2 separate regions of the Mus musculus genome follow, and region 2 is linked to region 1. A link is a contact called in public promoter capture Hi-C data. All regions are on one chromosome and are shown on one strand. The core of a region is the stretch at or near the end of the contact, and the rest is flanking DNA. Distances in the headings are between cores, read along the strand shown.

What was found. Promoter capture Hi-C pulls out the DNA fragments that hold promoters and counts their contacts.
Region 2: a contact with region 1 is called in a promoter capture Hi-C map of embryonic stem cells, with 3 times the contacts expected there. The contact joins the enhancer-like site here to the promoter of Nr4a3 in region 1. A contact is called at or near these places in 4 of 39 promoter capture datasets (embryonic stem cells, macrophages, pre-B cells and 1 more), 1 of 15 datasets of contacts at CTCF or cohesin (large pre-B cells), 1 of 484 Hi-C or Micro-C datasets (CD4 T cells), 4 of 115 datasets of contacts at active chromatin or transcription factors (the 230-238 cell line, embryonic forebrain, extraembryonic endoderm stem cells and 1 more) and 3 of 9 other capture datasets (adipose tissue, liver and macrophages).

Annotation. Positions count from the first base shown.
Region 1 is chr4:48,043,554-48,047,155 of GRCm38.p6, reverse strand. Nr4a3 (nuclear receptor subfamily 4, group A, member 3) reads right to left here and starts at 1,851. Exons shown (of 8, transcript NM_015743.3): 1 at 1,440-1,851.
Region 2 is chr4:48,225,732-48,229,134 of GRCm38.p6, reverse strand. All of the region lies in intron 4 of Erp44 (endoplasmic reticulum protein 44), which reads left to right. Among named protein-coding and RNA genes, the nearest start is that of Mir1958, 14 kb to the right of the region's middle. Within about 2 kb of position 2,149, at least 33 of the 459 cell types and tissues checked have an H3K27ac peak or open chromatin away from gene starts, as enhancers often do. A contact at or near this core is called in embryonic stem cells, where this site is marked.

The sequences.
Region 1 (3,602 bases), core at 602-3,101:
GGGAAAGACAGAGATTCTCAGAAAGACCGAGGGAGCTTAGGCAAACCCCGGGGGGGGGGAGAGAATTTCTGTGAGCGAGTGCTGGGTCCGGGATTTGGGGGTGGGTGGGGGGTGCCTGTGGAGGGAGGGAGTGGTGCCACCCCCACCCCCGGCAGTCTTTGGCGTTATGTGTATCTTGCTGGGTTAAAACAACTCCAATAAAGTAATTTCATTCATTGTGTTCAGTATGCGCGTTGGGCAGCTTTTCTTTCTCCAACTTGGTTCTATAAGAAACATTTCCCGATTGTTGGCAAAGGAGCTCCAGAATTGGAACAGCGGAGGAATGGCCGAACCGAACCCTGTAACCTCTCTCCCAGCCCTCCCAGGCCCTAGGATAAGCAGCTCCAGAGCACTATTGACCACAGTCCCCGCGGCTCTTCCCTCGGGAGAAGCCGGGCACATAAACAAAAGGCCAGCTCCAAGAACGTTCTTGGAAATCAAGGGACCAATGCTCATGAGCTCCCGCATGACTGCCGGAAGCCTCCAACAGGTTCGAGAGGTGCCTTTGAAAGCCAGTCTCCGCCGGCTGCGCTCCGCTGCTCGGCTCCCCTTTTCACCATCGAGAACTTTCCTTTCTACTAAGAAGAAAACACTCGGAGCAACTTCTCCGAAAGCTCATTGAAAAGTAACACAAGCCTTTCCCACACCAGCCAAGGCCTGGAGAAGAGGGACCTGGTCCCCACGCGTGTCGGGGCGCGAGAGTCGGCAATTACACCCGATTACCTCCATGGGGAAAAGTGTAAACCAGCAAGTCGGCGACGCCAGGCAGACGTGCCTAGTGGAGCCCGGGGCTCATTTCAATACAATAAGCCGCATTCCTACAATTACACCCTCTTTGCTGAGCTCCTCCAGAGCCTCTGCAAACTCCGGCCGCTGCTGCCCAGGCACTGGCCCTCCTAAGCTTTCTCCCAGACAACCAGCTCCGTTTCACCATTAGACACATTAACTCGGACCCACCAGAGTCCCTATTTCCAATTCCACTTAAAAGGCAGGAAAATTACTGCCGTTCATCACCGGGGCTCCAACTCTGCCTCAGCGGCAGCCGCTGCCGCCGCCGCCGCCGCCGCCGAGAGCATCATTACCATGACAACTAGAGCCGAAATACCCTGAATTACGACGCTGGAGCAGCTACAGCACAAATCCAGGTCCTCCTCTTTGTTAGAGGCTTTTAGCCTCTTTGGGTGGGGAGAGGAATCTCACAAGCTTCAGAGTCCCTGAGGGCCAGCTACAAGGGAAAAGTTTCAGCTTGGAACCCACCGGTAGCTGGGCGAGAAAACCTGAAAGGGGAGGCGGCGGGAGGGGGCCACCCCATATTAAAAGTTGTCAATTTCAGGAGCGACACTTCCCAGCGCGCCAACTTTTAAGCAAGTCCCCACATTAACTGGGCATATCGTACGTACTTGGGTGCTGTGGCGGTTCCGTCTTTAGAGCGAGTTTCTAGAGAGCGACCCCGAAATCTGGATTGGGGGAGAGTCACAGCTGCTGTCCCGGAAGGGCTGCGGTGCACAAACCCAGCGGCTCCCAGAGGCGGTGAGCGGCTGGCGGGGGATGCTGCGATCCCAACTCATGGGAGAGCGCCGCCGAGAGGTTCCGCAGGCATCCAGTCTCCGGCTGCGACCAGGGGGTAGGATGTCGCCACGTTTCCCACCTCCACGGACACTGCGGGCTCTGTCAGCGTTGCAAAGTGAGCCCTGGAGGGGCGTCCGGCTGCGGCGCGGCGCGGCGCGACACTGGCGAGGGAGCCGGGTGAGAGGGGTGTGAGCGCGCGGGAGAGAGTGGAGTGTGTGTGCGGAGCGTGTGAGCGCGCGTGTGTCTGTCTGTGTGTGCAAGTGAAGGAGCGGGTGTGAGCGTGTCTGTGTATGGGGAGCGGAGGAGGAGCAGGCGCTGGAGGGGTGGGGGGCGGGAGGCAGGAGACTCGGCTCTCCCGGCTGCGCGTTCGCTCGCTCTCTCGGCACGTCATTTATGCCACAGGAGCCCTAGCAGCCTCTCCATAGAGTGCCTGGAATGCGAGACGTCAATGTGACGACATGGGACGCTACGTCACCCTCCTCCTCCCTCCCCTGGCCCAGCCGGTTCCGCGTGTGCGAGGGTGTGTGTGTGTGTGTGTGTGTGTGTGTGTGTGTGTGTGCGCGCGCGCGTGCGCGCGTCCTCCGGCCATTCTCACGGCCGCACAATGGAAACCACGGGGAGCTGCGGACCCCAGCCCTGAGGCTTCTCAGATTCGCGCGGCCAACCCCTCTGCACGGGAGCCGCTTGCCAGGGCGCCGGTCTACCAGAGGGTGCCGCAGCCCGCCCGCGGGTCAGGCGGGACCGCCCAGCTGTCAGGCTCCGGGTGGAGCAGAGTTGGAGGAGTGCTGCTGGCTCGCCTCCGAGGCTGCCCCGAGGCATCTAGCCAGGTCCAGGGGGTAAGAGAGAGGACAGCTCTTCCGAAAGGGAAGGCTACGCCAGCCAGCTTCTCCGAGTGACCTGGCAGTCGCAGCTGAAGGAGTCTGGCACCAGGCCGAAGACTCCCAGAGGTGCAGCTGTGCTTCCCTCATGCAATGGTTCTAAGGCTGTTTACGTCCCTCTGGCCCTCTGCGCCTAGGCTAATTTGCCTCTTCCTCCTGTCATGCTGTTAGTGTTTCACCCTAGGATGCAGACAGTTCCAGGGACAAGATTTTATTTCTTTTTACTTATGGTGTGAGGTTCTTGACTGGACGCTTTATAATCCAAAGAAGTGCACATCCAGCCACGCGCGCGCTGCACGAGAAACTATATATAAAACAAACACACCACACGTGTTGAACAGCTGAGTGAGTCTGACTGTTCCTCTACTCCCCAGCACCGGGTCAGACATGGAACTCAACTCGCATTTGAGGGTTGTAGATGCCTCCCCTTCCACCTCTCAAATGAAATATTCAAAATCAGTCAACAGGATTCATTAGGTTGTCTCTAGGGGATCTTAACTATGGTCTCCTGGGGCGGGGGGCGGGGGGGGGGAGGTACATTTGTCTTCCAAGTATGTAGAAAGTCTGGGCGACTGTATAAGGGACAGCGATTTTTTCCTGGAAAAAAATTTAGGGTGTCACTTTCTTGCTGAGAACAAAACAAAACAAATAACAAAAACAAAACAAAACAAAACAAAACATGTTTGAGTTAAGAACTCTTAGTTCCAAAGGTTGCTGCTAACTGAAAGTAACCTCTTTCAGAAAAAAAAATTTTTTTTTACGAAGACGTTAGAATGAAACAACACAGACAGACGCGGTCTCCAGTGGTCTGCTAGAATCTCAAGTGGCATTTTCTTTTGATCTGCCCCAACAATTGAGCGTGTGGGTGGCAAAGTTGGGGGAATAGGATCCCCTAGTCATAGCACATGCTTCAGAATCTAAGAAGGTTCGAACTAGGACCAGAAACTCGAAAAACAAAACAACACATGCATAGTGTGTCTCTCTGTCTACGCCTCCACTTTCACTTTAGCCGGCTGGTGTGCTTAAGACCGTGAGCGGACGCTCCGAAAGTTGTCCCAGTCCAGAGGAACCGAGCCCCCTGGCTGCGGGTGCGTTCCCATCCTAGCCCAGAAGGAA
Region 2 (3,403 bases), core at 900-3,399, 180 kb before region 1:
AAACAGCTTGTTAGTTTCTAACAACAAAGGGGGATCCTGGGTTTCTAATTAGAGTTAACTGCATTGAGAGCAGTTTGGAAAGTTACTATTGTAGTAATCTTAAGTCTTTTGATCCACAAACATTCTTAATCTTTCAATGTATTTAAATATTTTCAGCTTCAGCAATTTTTTTCTCATTTTCCAGTCTACATATAGTACTTTGATACTCATACAACCTACATTAGACTATTTTACTTTTAGATTGATTGCATGTGCGCACATATGTGTATGTTTTCTTACTTACTTGGCTCTACCGCTGCCATCTTATGTGAGGACTCTGTCAGTGCCCTCAGTATGCTCTGACAGATGTGGCCAGTGCCCTCAGTATGCTCTGACAGATGTGGCCAGTGCCCTCAGTATGCTCTGACAGATGTGGCCAGCTCTCCACTGAGTCCAGGCTACGGTAGTGACTTGTCAGATCTTGGCTCTTTATGGCCATTTAAAAAAATCTTTATTTTTCAGAACCTAGACAATTCCAAGAAGTATTGGTTATATAATTTGTAGAATATTTTTCAGTTTGGGTTTGTCTAGGTTCCTCCCACACCGAGGCTTTGCACATCTTTTTTGAGACTTGTTTTTATTTTTCAAGACAGGGTTTCTCTGTATAGCCCTGGTTGTCCTGGAACTTGCTCTGTAGACTAGGCTAGCCTCAAACTCACAGAGATCTGCATGCTTCTGCCTTCTGAGTACTGAGATTAAAGGCATGCGCCACCACTGCCTGATGTAAGATTTATTTTTAACTATGTCTCAGTTTTTGATACTCTTATAAATGGCTTTGGCTTTTAAATTTTAAAATTTTGCATTTTTTGTTAATATGTAGGGATTAAAATTAACACTTTTGTATTGCTTTGTGTTGAAATTTAATTCCAGCAGTTTTTATTTAGAATTTGCATAGCTTTCTAGTGAAAATAATTGTGCTCTATACAAATAAAGTCAGTTTTCCTTCCTGTGGTCAGTGTCTCCTTACCATATCCTGCACAGACAAGTTCATGTGCTCGTGCTTTGGGATTAACTCTGTGGAGTCAGAGGACCCGTTTCCTAGCAAGGTGTTTGCAGAATCAAGATGTCATCCTGACTCTGCACGACTCACTCTATTAGTCTCCTGTTAGGTATTCTGGGAGTCTGCTCTGGCCTGTCACTGTGCTTCACGCTGTCTGTCTTGTTCTGACTCAACTGCTTCACTCAGACGTCTCATCCAGAGTCATAGTGGTGTGTATTGGAGAGGCTCCTGTGAAAAGTTTCTAGCTAAATGAACTGGTGAGCCTGCTCATTGAGTGCTCATGTGGAGTTCAGCTTGTTCTTACATACATTGCCTCAGCTATGGTCACCACAGTCTTTTGAATTAGCTAGTGGTATTTACTCAACCAGAGCATAAGTGCCAATTCTCTGTAATGACATGTGACTGGTCCTAGAGATATAGCAAAATACACTTGTATGCTGTTTTAACTTCTCTGAAGGGGCAGTGTTAATTATGTGATGCATTATATTGATAAGCATAGCTTACTCTGATGGGGTAGGGAAGGAAGCCTCTCAGGATATGATATAAACTTGAAGGAAAAGTAGTACTTCCGCTGTAAGCTCAAGCTGTGTGGTGACAGGTAAGCGTGTGAGGAAGATCTCACTATGGTGTGGCAGGTATGCGTAAAGGTGACATCTCTCTGAGCTGAATCTTGCACAGTCCATTTGGGGAAATATTTGTAAATGCTATCTTCACTTTTCTAATCAGCCCACTTTAAGATTGATGATGAGGTGAGATTATAAAGTTGAGAAACAACAGAATTACAAGCCAAGCCAGTATAGAAATAAAATGCCATTTAAAAAAAATGAAGCATCACACGGGTATTTTAAAGACGTTCTTGGGAAGGCAGTGCACCTACTCATCTCTAAAAACAGGTGGGGAAGTCTTCTCTAGAAGACTGTTTGTTGGTTTATCTTGAAAATTCATTTCAGTGCATATTCCAGGAGCCACTCACTTGGTTTGCTGCTTGCTTTTCCGTGGAGCTCCTCTCCTACCCACTGGCAACTCAGGCAGCCTTCTGTTCTGCCTTTAACCTCACTTCCTTATGTACCCTTCTTAGTAAGGACATTGTGTGAAAGGTTCAGTTCCGTGCTGAGGACTTGGGAGGTGGAGTAGTTCCACCCAGTCGGCACTTGTGTTTCAGGAATGACCTGCACACACCCTTGTTTATCTCTGTCTGCTCTCCTCTGTGCAGCTGAAAGGGTTATTAGCACATGAGCTGGACTTCCATCAGGAAGCCCACCTACTGTTTCATTTTATTGCAACCCCAATGTAGAACTTATATTTCACTTTTAAGCTCCTAAAATTTTTCATTTGCTATACTCATTGTAGGAAATGAATGAACTATAAGGAAAATAGGGAGAGAAAAAGGAAAATGAAGGCATGACTACTAGAAAAGAAACAGAAATTGAACTCAGTCCCAACTGTCTCTGTCCCCGAGCCGACAGGAACAGGTAGTCTTACTGGTCCTACGGAAGAGCAGGATGTCAGGTCTTGTTTTTGCCATTATTCTGACAGTTTTCCTCCTCTTCTCTGTCTAAAGGACTTGGGAAACTACATCTCTAATCAGGATATATGCTGTTGTGTATTCCTTAGATGGGGTGGCAAGAATCACAGCTTCTTATACTATACCAAGGAACTCCACACTGAAACATGGTTTTGGTGTATATGCTATTTGTTGGGGGTTTTAAGGCTTTTCTAAGAGTTTGTCCTGTGTAGACAGGGGTAATATTGGAAGTAGTTACATTAGTTACAGTGGTAGCAATAAAATAGAAGGCCAGGTGTGGTGGCACTTATGCTCAGCCTCAGCATTTCGGAGGCAAAAGCAGATGAATCTCTGGGTTCAAGGCCAGCCATATAGTTTATTAGCCTACACTGGGGAGTCCAGGCTATGCATCCAGGCTAGGATACATAGTAAAATACTGTCTCGATAAATAAATCAGTAAAATGTGAGCCTTGTAAGACTATGGGCCTCACCTCTGTAGTGATCTTTACCAACTTTGGTATCTAGCAGGTAGACTTGTTCACTTGTGGTAATTGAATAGATGAATGGATTATTGAATGCCCACCAATAACTGGAGCATGACAGGTACACTGGTACTTTAAATTGGTTATCTCAGGTCTCTAACAGTACATGTGAGGAGTTTCTTCTGTACTTTTCCACATCTAACTTCATTGATTATAAGGAACTATTTTATCTCCACATGCAGAAAGTATTGTGTGTCTTACAAGGAAGGGAAATGCACTCAGGATCTCGTGTGACTCATGCCAGCTGAGTCAGCGTTTACATGTCTCCATGCAGTGATTGACTGCACACTTGCCTGTTTGACTGGCTGGAGAATTTGC